4 separate regions of the Mus musculus genome follow, and all the other regions are linked to region 1. Evidence: chromatin contacts called from public promoter capture Hi-C data. All regions are on one chromosome and are shown on one strand. Each heading gives the region's core, a stretch centred on a gene start, on an enhancer-like site or on the middle of the called end of the contact. The rest is flanking DNA. Distances are from core to core; before and after follow the strand shown. Region 1 holds the start of Ywhae (tyrosine 3-monooxygenase/tryptophan 5-monooxygenase activation protein, epsilon polypeptide). Region 2 holds the start of Sarm1 (sterile alpha and HEAT/Armadillo motif containing 1). Region 3 holds the start of Unc119 (unc-119 lipid binding chaperone). Region 4 holds the start of Eral1 (Era (G-protein)-like 1 (E. coli)).

Evidence for each region. Promoter capture Hi-C pulls out the DNA fragments that hold promoters and counts their contacts.
Region 2: a promoter capture Hi-C map of hippocampal neurons shows a contact between it and region 1, with 2.6 times the contacts expected there. The contact joins the promoter of Sarm1 here to the promoter of Ywhae in region 1.
Region 3: a promoter capture Hi-C map of the 3T3-L1 cell line shows a contact between it and region 1, with 4 times the contacts expected there. The contact joins the promoter of Unc119 here to the promoter of Ywhae in region 1. A contact is called at or near these places in 2 of 39 promoter capture datasets (the 3T3-L1 cell line and pre-B cells).
Region 4: a promoter capture Hi-C map of cranial neural crest shows a contact between it and region 1. The contact joins the promoter of Eral1 here to the promoter of Ywhae in region 1.

The regions. Positions count from the first base shown.
Region 1 is chr11:75,731,470-75,734,419 of GRCm38.p6, reverse strand. It overlaps Ywhae (tyrosine 3-monooxygenase/tryptophan 5-monooxygenase activation protein, epsilon polypeptide), which reads right to left and starts at 1,533. Exons shown (of 6, transcript NM_009536.4): 1 at 1,329-1,533. The coding sequence starts at 1,392.
Region 2 is chr11:78,496,177-78,499,126 of GRCm38.p6, reverse strand. It overlaps Sarm1 (sterile alpha and HEAT/Armadillo motif containing 1), which reads left to right and starts at 1,373. Exons shown (of 9, transcript NM_172795.3): 1 at 1,373-2,138. The coding sequence starts at 1,669. Vtn (vitronectin) reads right to left here and starts at 7. Exons shown (of 8, transcript NM_011707.2): 1 at 1-7.
Region 3 is chr11:78,341,983-78,344,932 of GRCm38.p6, reverse strand. It overlaps Unc119 (unc-119 lipid binding chaperone), which reads right to left and starts at 1,438. Exons shown (of 5, transcript NM_011676.3): 1 at 1,147-1,438. The coding sequence starts at 1,366. Pigs (phosphatidylinositol glycan anchor biosynthesis, class S) reads right to left here. Exons shown (of 12, transcript NM_201406.1): 12 at 2,157-2,950. The coding sequence ends at 2,924.
Region 4 is chr11:78,078,856-78,081,805 of GRCm38.p6, reverse strand. It overlaps Eral1 (Era (G-protein)-like 1 (E. coli)), which reads left to right and starts at 1,423. Exons shown (of 10, transcript NM_022313.2): 1 at 1,423-1,729. The coding sequence starts at 1,447.

The DNA of each region.
Region 1 (2,950 bases), core at 284-2,783:
TGTGTGTGTACACACACACACACACATATACATATATATAAAACCATTCTCTTAAAATGGATAAAACAGAGCTGTGGTGTAGCACAGTATTTGAGCACTTGTCTTGCTTGCATGCAATCCTGGGTTTGAGCCCCAATCATGTAACAATGAAATCATAAAACAGAAAAACTACAATCTTCTACATTCCTAATTCAAACTCCCCAAGCCTCAACTGAGTGCTCAAAATAGGTAAAGCTCCCCAAGCCAAGGAAGAGCATGCATTCCACCCGAACTTGGGTTGTCAACCCAAAGTGCTACTAAACATTATTTGAATTAACCATTTCTCAGCAGGTCTTTCCATACTTCATAATGACGAGTGTGAATAGTACAGTCGTCAATTTTACAAACGGGTAAACTGAGGCACTGACTCTGCAAAGGGAAATTCGTACTAAGGAATCCTGGCAAGCCTGGTCTCCTGTATTCTAGCCATCAGAACTCCGTGCCTATGAAGGATGGGGACAGAAGGGGGAAAAAAAAAACCCGCAGCAACTTTAGGATATCCTGGGTAAGAACAAACGGGGTAGGAGTGAGGTTCTGCACCTCCCCGGAAGAAGGCGAGGCTAAAAAGCCCCCCAAACTCTCAACTCCAAGGTGTGTCGGCCCAAAGGAAGAAATCCAATCGCAGCATCTCAGCTCGCCTCCACCCAAGGAGGGAGGCTCTGCAGTGATTTCCAAACACTCCACCCTCACCAGAAGACTCCTCTCCACCGCCGGCCCCGAGAAGCCGTCCGTTCCAGAGGCTTCTCCTTTGTGAGGCTCCACGGCCGCCGCCCCACACTGGGCCTCAGGGGAAAAGCCACCGCCCCCACCCGCCATATTTCCCCGAAAGGCGCCTAGCGCTACAGCTCCTCGATGCCGCCCTCTCCCGAGCGACCGGTACCGTTCCTCACATCGCCCCACCCAAGTGTCCTCCTCCACACCCCGCCGCGGTTCCCGAGGGCTCCCGTGGGGATCGCACGCCGGGAGCCGGCACCCGCCATCTCCTCCCCCCTCCCCCGCCCGGGGACTCGCCCTCCCCCTCCAGCCGCCATTTTACAACCAACTCCTCCACCCTCCGCCCCGGCCTGCTGGCGGGCGAGCGCCTGCAAGCTAAGGACACCGGAGGGGTCAAATCCCTAGGCCCGGGGACTCCCACCGCGCCGGGAGCCCGCAGGCCTCGGCCTGCTTCCCGACCCACGTCCCAAGCCGGGCTCCGAGACGGCTCCGCCATTTTGTCTCCGGTTCCCGGCCTCTGTGGGCGGCGGCGGAGGGTCCGAGACTTCCAGCCCCCCGACACCCCCCCGACTCACCGTCGTATCGCTCGGCCTGCTCTGCCAGCTTCGCCTGGTACACCAGATCCTCCCGATCATCCATTGCGGCAGCGGCTCCGGCAGGGTCTGCGCGACGGATGGAAGCGGATAGCGTCTCCGACTCTCTCAGCTTCTCGCTCCGCGTCCGAGCAGGAAAAATGGCGGCGCCTCAATCCGGGACTTCCGCCTGCGCACGCGGACAACTGCTCAGCTCTATGGCAACCGCTCCCTGGCAACTGGCGCGGGGGGGGGGGGGGGCGGATCCCGGAGTTCGGCGCCAGAAAAGGCTGGAACCAGCGCGACAGACGCCCCTCCTCCGTCGGCACAGCGGGCGGCCCTGTGGCGAGGCGGGAACTGCGACTGCGACGGAGAACGGCCCCTGGAGCGGCTGGAGGCGAGGTCGGCCTAGACTGCGGGAGGGGAGTTAGCCAGAAGCCCGTGCGGGGCGACCGCGGGCTGGCCTGTGGGGGACAGAGCGACAGGCTTGATGGGTTCTTGCTACGGCAGGCCTTCCTCGTTGAAGATCAACCGGCCCTGTGCATTCTAGCACATTTTTCTCATCCAATTTAAAGAATTGACAAGGACAAGAAGGGAAAGCTCGAGTTTTCACGCATCATCATCTCCCTTGCTTCCATACTTTAAGCATTTTCTTCTCCCCTCCAGCCATATTTTATCTCTTTGGCCTATCGTAGATAGGACTTTTGTTTAAAATCTCTGGTTTTGCTTCAAGCATAGGTGAGTGTGTTTAATTCCAACACTAGTGAGGTAGAGGCGCAAGGATCGAGTTTGGATCAAGTCCCATCTACAAAGCAAATTCCAGGTCAGCCAGGGCTACATTGTGAAACCCCCATCTCAAAAAAAAAAAAAAGGAAAGAAAGAAAAAAGAAAAAGTGGTCAATCTCAGCTAGTTAAGGGAAACCCTCACTCGAGGGAAAAAGGAGACATAGTGGCTTGCCTCACTTGGAGTGCAAGGTGCACCTGAGGTGTGTAAGGGCAAATTGACATTGATGAGTTAGAAATAAATAATCCTCCATGGGGATTGCTTCACTTGCAATGGCCACGCCTAGTCTGCTTCCTTATGGATTTTCAACATCTTATACTCAATATCAGCTTGCTGCTGAGCCATGCAGAAAAAGGGCCTCAAAATGAGTGTGAAATCAAAAGGTTGGGATCAAGGCCTGAGGTCACACGCCCAGAGGTTTGCATCTTAGTCTGTGAACGGACAGGAATTGTTTTGTCCAAACGCTGGAGACTGACCCCCACAGCTTCCACCGTGTGTTTTGCCACTGAGTTATAGTCCTATCTGGGCAAGCTGTTTTGATGATTCTGAGTGGAAGGTGACATCGTCATAATTGTACTTAAGAAAAGTATTCCGTACTTACTGAAGCGGTGGTTCACGCCTGTAATTCCAGCACTGTGGAAGCAGAGACAAGGATTGCCACAAGTTCCAGGCCATCCTGGACTAAAAATACCCTACCTCGAAACACAAACACAAAAAGAAAGGAGCTGGTGGTGAGAGTTTTGGTTTCTTCAAAAACCCAGCTATGGTCTGTGAATGTGTTTGCGTTTTAATCCCAGGCGTGGGATAAGAGGCGGCTTCGAAGCAGGTGACTAGGATTTAC
Region 2 (2,950 bases), core at 124-2,623, 2.8 Mb before region 1:
AAAACCCTCGCCAAGACCAAAGTCAGTAGGGTCACGGGCAGGAGGGATAACACGCTTAGCTTAGCTGGGGAGGTGGAAAGAAAGCATGTGTTGTCACCCTCTGAGCCAGTCCCGTTAATCTCCCTGAGCCTTACTTTTTATAAAGTGGGACCATGGTGCCTTGCCTCATCAGGTGTTGAGAGATTCCGTGAGCTAGAACAGACAAAACGTTTCGTGCCTGGAGTAGCTTCCAACTCATTCCCATAAGCCGTTATCGATTTACTGTTTGATCAGGCTAGGTGCTTGTCCCATCCTACCCCCCGCTTCGAATCTGGATTTTTGGGGCAAGAAGGGGGGTTGGGGGAGAGCTGGCAAGCACTTTGGGGGAGGTTTTCTTTTCTTCTCATAAAAGAACAAAGCTTCATTTCTGGCCTCTCCTTGTTCTCTCTAAGCTGGGTGTTACAGCATAGGAAGTAGTGGGTCAGAGTCTATTCTTCTTTCTTTATTTTTTTTAGATTTATTTATTTTATGTTTTGTGTATAAGTGTCTGCTCACATGTGCATCTGTGCACCACATGCATGTCTTGTGTCTATGGAGGTCAGAAGAGGGCTTTGAATACCCTGGAACTGGAGTTTTGAACAGTTATGAGCTGCCGTGTGGATGCTGAGAATCAAACCCAGGTCCTCTGTAAGAACAAGTACTCTTAAAGGCTGAGCCATCTTTCCAGTCCCAGAGCCCATTCCTGAGGCTTTCACTAATCCATTGATCCTCGGGGGACCACCCTGGCCACACCTTCAATGACCTCATTTATTTTAAAAAAAAAATGGACTCATTGGGCATACTTTCTAGACTCACATACTAAGTGGGATTTCTCTATAAAGAAAGTGCTCACTGGGGTAGAGTGCCAGGTTTTGGGCCAAATTCCAAGCACTGGCACACTTCTGAAGCCCCTCCGTTTTCTGTTCTGTAATCACAGGCGAGCGTGCCTTTGGTGTCTCTTCTCTATGGACCGCAGTAGTCTCAGCGGCAAAATGAAACACTAAATTTTACTCCCTACAGACGCGTGAAGCCTAAGTGGAAACCGGCATTAAAGGGCTTTAAGAATCTCAACTGCGATTCTTTAACCATCCGGAGGGGACGTGGATACATGTAGCCAGCTTGCTTCCACATTTTGGGGAGCCGAGCGAGCGGTAGGAAATGGAAGACAGCTCTTTACAGCCCTTTCTACAGCATCTTGCACACCACCAAGGGGAGACTGGGGAGAGGAGGCGGAGCCAGGTGTGGGCGTGGCTGGAGACCTGGGGTAGGGCTTGCGCCTGCGTCGGGGGCGGAGCCCGTGAAACCTAGAGGCGGGGCGTCAAATCCTTGACTCTGCTGCTCAGAGGCGTGGTTGCTGTTGAGCATCTTAGCTCCGCTGTGCTTAGATTGGAGCAGCGCTTTGTTCCGGGCACCGGCGTCTCTACCCTCCCGCGTCTGGTCCATGCTTCTCTCTCCCTTCATGCCCTTCCTAAGTCGCTGAGTCCCGGAGCTGCCCTCCTCCTTCTGCTTCTACACTTGTAGCCCAGCACCTTTACCGGATCCTGTTTGCTTTTTTTTTTTTTTTTTTTTTTCTTTCTCCTCCCAAGGCCGGGGTCTCTCTGCCAGGCCCCGCCCCTCTAGGCCTGGCATGTCCCCTGCTGCCCAGCGCCCATGGTCCTGACGCTGCTCTTCTCCGCCTACAAACTGTGCCGCTTCTTCACCATGTCAGGCCCACGGCCGGGCGCCGATCGGCTGACAGTGCCCGGACCGGATCGGAGTGGTGGCGCCAGCCCATGGTGGGCTGCGGGCGGTCGCGGGTCTCGCGAAGTGTCGCCCGGAGTGGGCACTGAGGTGCAAGGCGCCCTGGAGCGTTCGCTGCCTGAGCTGCAGCAGGCGCTGTCCGAGCTGAAACAGGCAAGCGCGGCGCGGGCTGTGGGCGCGGGTCTCGCCGAGGTCTTCCAGCTGGTAGAGGAAGCCTGGCTGCTGCCGGCCGTGGGCCGCGAGGTGGCCCAAGGTCTATGCGATGCTATACGTCTGGACGGTGGCCTCGACTTGCTGTTGCGGCTGCTTCAGGCACCGGAGCTAGAGACCCGTGTGCAGGCCGCGCGCTTGCTGGAGCAGATCCTGGTGGCTGAGAACCGGTGAGGGAGAGTGGGGTGAGGTGTGGGGTTGCCAGGGCAGTGAAGGTGGTTGGAGACGGTATCCCATTGCTGATTTTGCCCTAAGCCCATAATTCTCCCGTGCATCTGGGTGTCTTTCTGTGTTACCTTCTCACCAGGGCAGCCATGACCTTATTCTGCAGCGTCTGATCAGGAACAGAAAGTTTTTTGGTTTTTGTTTTGTTTTGTTTTGTTTTTGTTTTTGCTAGGACGAAATAGTAGGGGCAGAGAAAACTGAGGTATCTTTCCTTCCTATGGGAAACTGCTTGACTGCTTCTCCTTTGCCTACCTCCTGAGACCTCCTTTTGAACTATTATGAAGCCTTTGAAGGGCCCACTTTCCCGGTCTTCTGGTGCCAGAGCAAAACAGGCTGTCACACTAATTTTCACCAAAATCTCAGGCTCTCAGCTCAGAATTTTTAGAAGAGTCGCTTTCAGCACGCAGCCCTCACAAGTGTCACGACGTGTTTTCTCTGGCATTTTTGATCACCTTTGATATGTGGAAATTACACAACTGTCCAAAAAATGCACAAACAGAATGATTTGGGTTGGGAGACCCAAGGTAGGTTTCTGCTTGCTTAACCCCTCTCATCTAATATCCGCTGTCCTGACTGGGATAGGCCATGAGTATGGAGAACTGGAAAATGGAGTAGGTGCTTGCTGAGTGTGTTGGAGCCCAGCTTGGCTGGTGTTGGCTTGGTATGGTCAGGGAGTTAGAACTGGTGGTACCTGTGGGAAGTGGGTGCAGGAAACATGATGCAAACATACGGATATGTTTTCAGGAATGGAAATGAC
Region 3 (2,950 bases), core at 189-2,688, 2.6 Mb before region 1:
TTCCACACTAGCACCCGTGTCCATCCCAGAGAAGGGAAGTCTAAGCTCACAAGTGGAGCCGGAGCAGGTTGCTGGTGACCTACCCATTCCAAGGCAACCCGCCACTGTCTCTCCAAATACCTTCCATTCCTCAAGGCTCAGCCAACCTTTTGCCAGAAGACTCTCTAGTCCTTGTGCACTGTCTGTAGCGGTGCCTGCCTTGGCCCTGAACGATCACTTATCTGCCTGCAGGCAGCCACTCTGAACAGTCCTATGTAGCTTCCAACACTGTTGATAAAGGAACCCTGTTGACAGCGTGCACAGCATGCCAAACATTGTCCAAAATCAGAAGACTGGCTTTATTTTTCACAATAACCTTGAGGGAGGTAACATTGTTCTTGTTCCCATTTTACAGATGGGAAAAAAAAAAAAAAAAAAAAAAAAAAGCAAACATGCTCCTGCAAATGAAATTACATCCCCAAGGTCACACAGCCAATTTCCGGGCAAACTCTGGGACTCTAATCCAGGTAGCACAGCTCAGAAACTCAGTTTCAGTGGAGACTAGCCTTCCCTTGATGAGAGAGCCCTGGAAAAAGAACAAGTCCTGACTTGGGGGGAGGGGGGTCACGCACTTGCTTCCATCACAGGGCCCACAGCCAACAGACGGAAGCACCCGTATCAGCAATGTTCCTGGGCAGAGTATGGCCTCAGCCTTCCTCGGGGAAGCAGAGTGAGGGCTATAACGGTCGGTCAGGGAGCCTGAAGGTTTTCCTTGCCTCCACCTAGCCTGATGTGGCCACTGAAGACAGCCTGCAATGAGGCACACTCCTCTGTGCGAGCACCCTCAAAGGGTTCCGAAGACTCCACTGGGGAAAGGGTTACAGATGCAGCTGCTGCCCCACCTCCACCATGGGAAAAGGGGTGGGCCCCTTGAAAAAGAAGGAGTGGGGTGAAAAGAAGCCACTTCAAGGAGAGGAGGGGGCGCATCAAGAGACCAAGGGAAAGAGCACAGAGATTTCAGGCTTGGAGGCAAAGAGAGAGAGAGTAAGGGGATACAGAGGAGGGGCACTGCGTGGGGGAGGGGTGGGGGCTGGACTCTGAGCCTCGTGGGCCCCCTCCCGCGCTCTCCCTCCAGCCCGCGGGTGGCGCTCCCTCGCCGGTGCTCACCACCCGTGATCCGCTGCAGCCCCAGCACATCCTCCGGCCCGATGGGCTGCTTGCCCTGCAGCGGCCCCAGCCTGGGCCCCGGGCCTGGCTCCGGCTCCGACTCGGACCCGGACTCAGCTTCCGCCCCAGGCTCCCGCGTGGGCTCCGCGCTCCGGTTCGAGGCCCCTGGAACGGGCTCCGCCCCCGACCCGGTCCCGCCGCCGCCTTTCTTCACCTTCATGGCCTCGCGGGGCCGCAGATCCTCGCCCGCTGCCACCGCCGCCGCTGCTTGCGCCGGCTGGAGCCAGGGGAAGGGGGAGCGTCCGCCGCCCCACCCCCGGCCGGGCCCCAGGTGCCGTCCCGCCTTGGTCACGCCCACGGGAGGCGGGTCACACATACCCCGCCCACCGCCTGGCGTCTCCAGCGGGGGAGCCAGAATCCTGGGGGTCCTTGTGAACTTTTTGACAATGTAGATTCTTTTTGACAATGTAGTTACCGAATACCTCTCCTCTTTCTCTCCTGGGTTCCAACCTCAAGGTCTTTCCCTGATACCTTTGTCCTGACTTCAGCCCAGGTCTCAACCCACCCAGTTCTAAAGTACTTCTTCTCAATTTCCAGCTAACCAGCCCTTTTTTTTTTGTAATACATTAAGTGAAATTCTTGCTTGTTCCCTGACCCTTCCTCCTCAAAGGTCAGCTCTATGAAAGCAGAGATGCTCTATACACTGTTCCTCGTAACACCCTAGCACTACCACACAGCTCCTTGCAGCCAGTACCCACCCAGTATTTTCCTTTGTTGAATTGAGTTGCTATCCCAGGGCTGTCACTGGCTCAAGCTACTCCCCACTAGAACTCCTGCTAAAAGCTGCTTCAGGCACCCTACAATCCGCAGGCACCCTACAACATGCAGGCAGCACAGCCCAGGTGTCGAGCCGTCCCCAGGATGCTCAGGACGGGAGGCAGGAAGAACACATGGTGAGCTAGAACAGGTCAGTCTGCTTCTCACACAAGAACGAGTTATGGTCATCCATATCAACTCATATTCAACCAACGTTTAATAACAGTCTAATGTATGTTTTTAAAGAGCCCAATATACAGAACACTTTTACAGGCTTATCACATTTAATCCAGCCCCTTTCTGAGGGTGACATCATCAGTGCTTTCCCACCAATGGAAACCTGAGGCTCAGGTGAGGAGCGAGGAGCGGCTTAGCTGATGCTCTCTAGTCTGTTAAGTGCAGAAGCCGGAGTCTGATTCAGGCCTGTTGGGTTCCAAGTCAGAAATGTTTTCTCCTGTTCCACACTACCTCTCTGAAAGGGTAGAGGGGAACCTTAGCCACAAGGTAGAAGATCCTAAGCCACTGCCTCCTAGACCAGGCTGTCCCCAGTGGGTGACGCCAGTCAAGAAGCTGAGGAAGGAGGGAGGTGGTCTCAGAAGTGGAGAGGACAGGGCTACAATTCAACTCAAGTACTCCCCTAAATTCACCTCTCAGTGCGTTTGTATGCTGTGCTGACAGGCTGCAAGGACAAAGTACCCCTGTCCAGAGGTAGGCACACAAAGGCTTTCAAGTTCGAGCCAGATATGGAGATCAGGAAGGGTACCTTCTGAGGCTTGTAGGCATGGAGGAGCAAGCCAGTGGACTAGGAGGGGAAGGGAGCCCATCGTGGAGTGCCATCCGTAGAGAGCCCACGGGCGAGAGTGAAGACATGTCATCACCAGCAGACCTTGCCTTGGTCTCTTGGCCCAACACCCTCCCAGCGTGGCTAGAGAGGAGGGCTCCCTCTGACATGCTGCCCGGATCAGTCTATCTTCTCAGGCTTTTTCCA
Region 4 (2,950 bases), core at 174-2,673, 2.3 Mb before region 1:
TTTTTTTTTTTAAATAAATCTTTTTTTTTTTTTAAAGATTTATTTATTTATTATATGTAAGTACATTGTAGCTGTCTTCAGACACTCCAGAAGAGGGTACCAGATCTCGTTACGGATGGTTGTGAGCCACCATGTGGTTGCTGGGATTTGAACTCTGGACCTTCGGAAGAGCAGTCGGGTGCTCTTACCCACTGAGCCATCTCACCAGCCCCCCTTACCCGTTTTTTAAGACAAGTATTCATCCCAGGCTGGCCCTCAATATCCTCATCCTTTGGCCTCCACCTCCTAAATGTTGGGGTTACAGGAACGCTCCATCACATACAGCTACCTGCTTTTTTTTTTCTTCTGCTCATTTTCCTTCAGTAAGATTTAATCTCAGAGCCTCGAGATTTAATCTCGAAAAAAAAAAAAAGCTTTAATCTCAGAGAATAGATAGGAGTTGATATTTAGAGAGGTAAATACAGTCTGCTACTCAACAGGAATGTTTACCACAGAACCACCCTTTAACTGAGGTCTAGACACCAAAAAGGTGCAGACTTCACAAAGCAACCTGTGCTGACTAGTTTTATGATAACTTGACACAAGCTGGTGTCATCTCAGAGGACGGAACCTCGATTGAGAAATTGCCTCCATAAGATTGGGCTGTAGGCATTTTCTTAATTAACTGTTGATATGGGAGGCATTGTGAGTGGTGCCACACCTGGGCTGGTGTTCCTAAATGCTATAAGAAAGCAGGCTGAACAAACCATGAGGAGTAAGCCAGTAAGCAGCATCCCCCTCCACGGTCTCTGCATCTACTCCTGTCTCCAGGTTTCTGCTTGGTTTGAGCTCCTTCCTTGTCTCCCCTCAGTGGATTGTGAGTCTAGACATATAAGCCAAATAAAACCCATTCTTCCCCAAGTAGCTTTTGGTTATGGTGTTTCATCACAGCTATAGTAACCCTAAGACTGCCACGCCCAGCTAAAACACAGCAAAAGAGGAAATAAGAAAGGATCCTGCAGGGTTGAGGCTAGAAAGCACTTAAAAAAGAAAAAGAAAAAAATCTAGTGAAATGAAGCTTAGAGCCCGTTCCCATGCCCACGCCCACTCCTAGCAATAAGAGAGTTTCTCCTCTTAAGCCGCTAAGAGGAGCTTCTGCGGTATGGTGTCCCGAGGAATGTCATTAGGAAGACATGGTTTAAAAGCTCTTTACACAACTTTGGCAGGAGGAGAAATGATGTGTTTGGGAGTCCAAGACGACTGTTATACTCAGGCAGGAAACACAGCACAATTTTGCCTTTCCTTAGCCTTTGGATACCGTCTTTCCCTCCGCCTCCTAGGGTATCCCTTGTTGTAGAATGGAGATTCTGTTTGGGCCGATCTAGCTTTCTTCCACTCGTTGGTCCGTGGGCTTCTCGGTCCAATCGCGTCGCGCTTCTGATCGGTACCAGGGTGCATTGCGGCAAAATGGCTGCCCCCAGGCGGTACTGCGCTGGGCTCGTTCGGGCCTTGTTAGGGGCCCGACAGGTGGGTTCGCATGCAGGGAGGGAATGGCTTGCTCCGCCCGGCTGTCTTCTAGGTAACCAGGCGAGGTGCGTGTCCTGTGTCGTGGGCTCCACTTTCTCTGGTCCCCTCCTGGCCTCGGCCTCTAGTCGTTATGGTCAGGACTCCGCCTTGGACCGTATCCTTGGATTTTCTCAGCCTGACAGTTCGTTGGTTCCGAGCGTCCCCGCGGTGTCGGTGCACAGAGGTAAAGGGTCCAGCTATGTTAGTTACAGGTGTTTGGTTCTATGACATGTTTTGATGTGTAGCCCAAACCAGCTTGGAATTCGGATCTTCCCGCTGCAGCCTCTTAAGTGTTGGGATTACAGGTGTTGGCCATGACCGGCCTCTGATGGTTTTAGCAGTGGAAATCATGTATCGTAAGTAAAATCCCTCTGCCTCTAGAAATAGCAGTTTAACTTCTCATTTAATAAAAAATAAACCTGAGCCCAAGGAGAGGCGAGTGGAGAAGGCTGTCAAAGAGTTTGAAAGTGAGGGTCTGTGAAACAGACGAAGGCTCTTGTTGCTTGACAACCTGAGTTCAGTCCTTGGAACTCATATGGTGGAAACTGAGACCCAGACAGTTTTGCCCTAACTACCATAAGCTCCCACTGACACACAAATAAATAAATATAGCAACATAAAGAGTTTTAGGAATGTGAAGAACCTAGACCCTCTGTTGGTTACAGTCAGTCATTAGTCAAGGCAAAGTTGTCTCCCTCAGTCCTCAATGCCCAGCCTGTGTTTTTTTTTTCTCCCATACAGTTGTCATTTTGAAAAAGAAGTTATTCATAAATAGTTAATGTGATTCCATATTACATATGAAAAAAAAAAAAAACAAGAGACTTAGAGAGTTTAGGTAACCTAATGATCAAGTAAGCTCAAATGCCAAACTATTCTCAAAGTTAAGAATGGGTTGGCTTCTGCCAAGCCATTACCAGGTCCTCAAGTCCTCATCAAGCAGTATAGACCCAATACGTGGATCTTGAGCCCTATCTACTTGGTTTAATCCTAAATTAAGTCAGGCCTTATGGTGCATGCCTGTAGTCCCTACACTGAGGAGGTGGAGGTGGAAGATCTGGAGAAAAATTTCAGCTCTGACTGTGGTACCCTATGCTGCTATGAAGGTACTGCAAAATGTTTCAATCTCTCCTTATGATACTGCATTGCAAGTAACAGTGCCTAGTCTCCTACCAGACTGTAGTCCATGCTTCTTTCAGGGTGACATTGAGACAGAGTTTCACTCTAGACCAGGATAACCTGGAGCTCACTATCCCCAGCCTCCTGCATGTGGGGATTTCAGGTTCGAGCCACCACATCCATTTTATAAAGTGCCGTTTCTTTGGTATCATTTAGTGTGGTGGTTTTGTTTTTTTGAGGCAGGGTCTAGTTATGTAGCCCAGGTTGGCCTTGGTCTCAAAGGAGATCC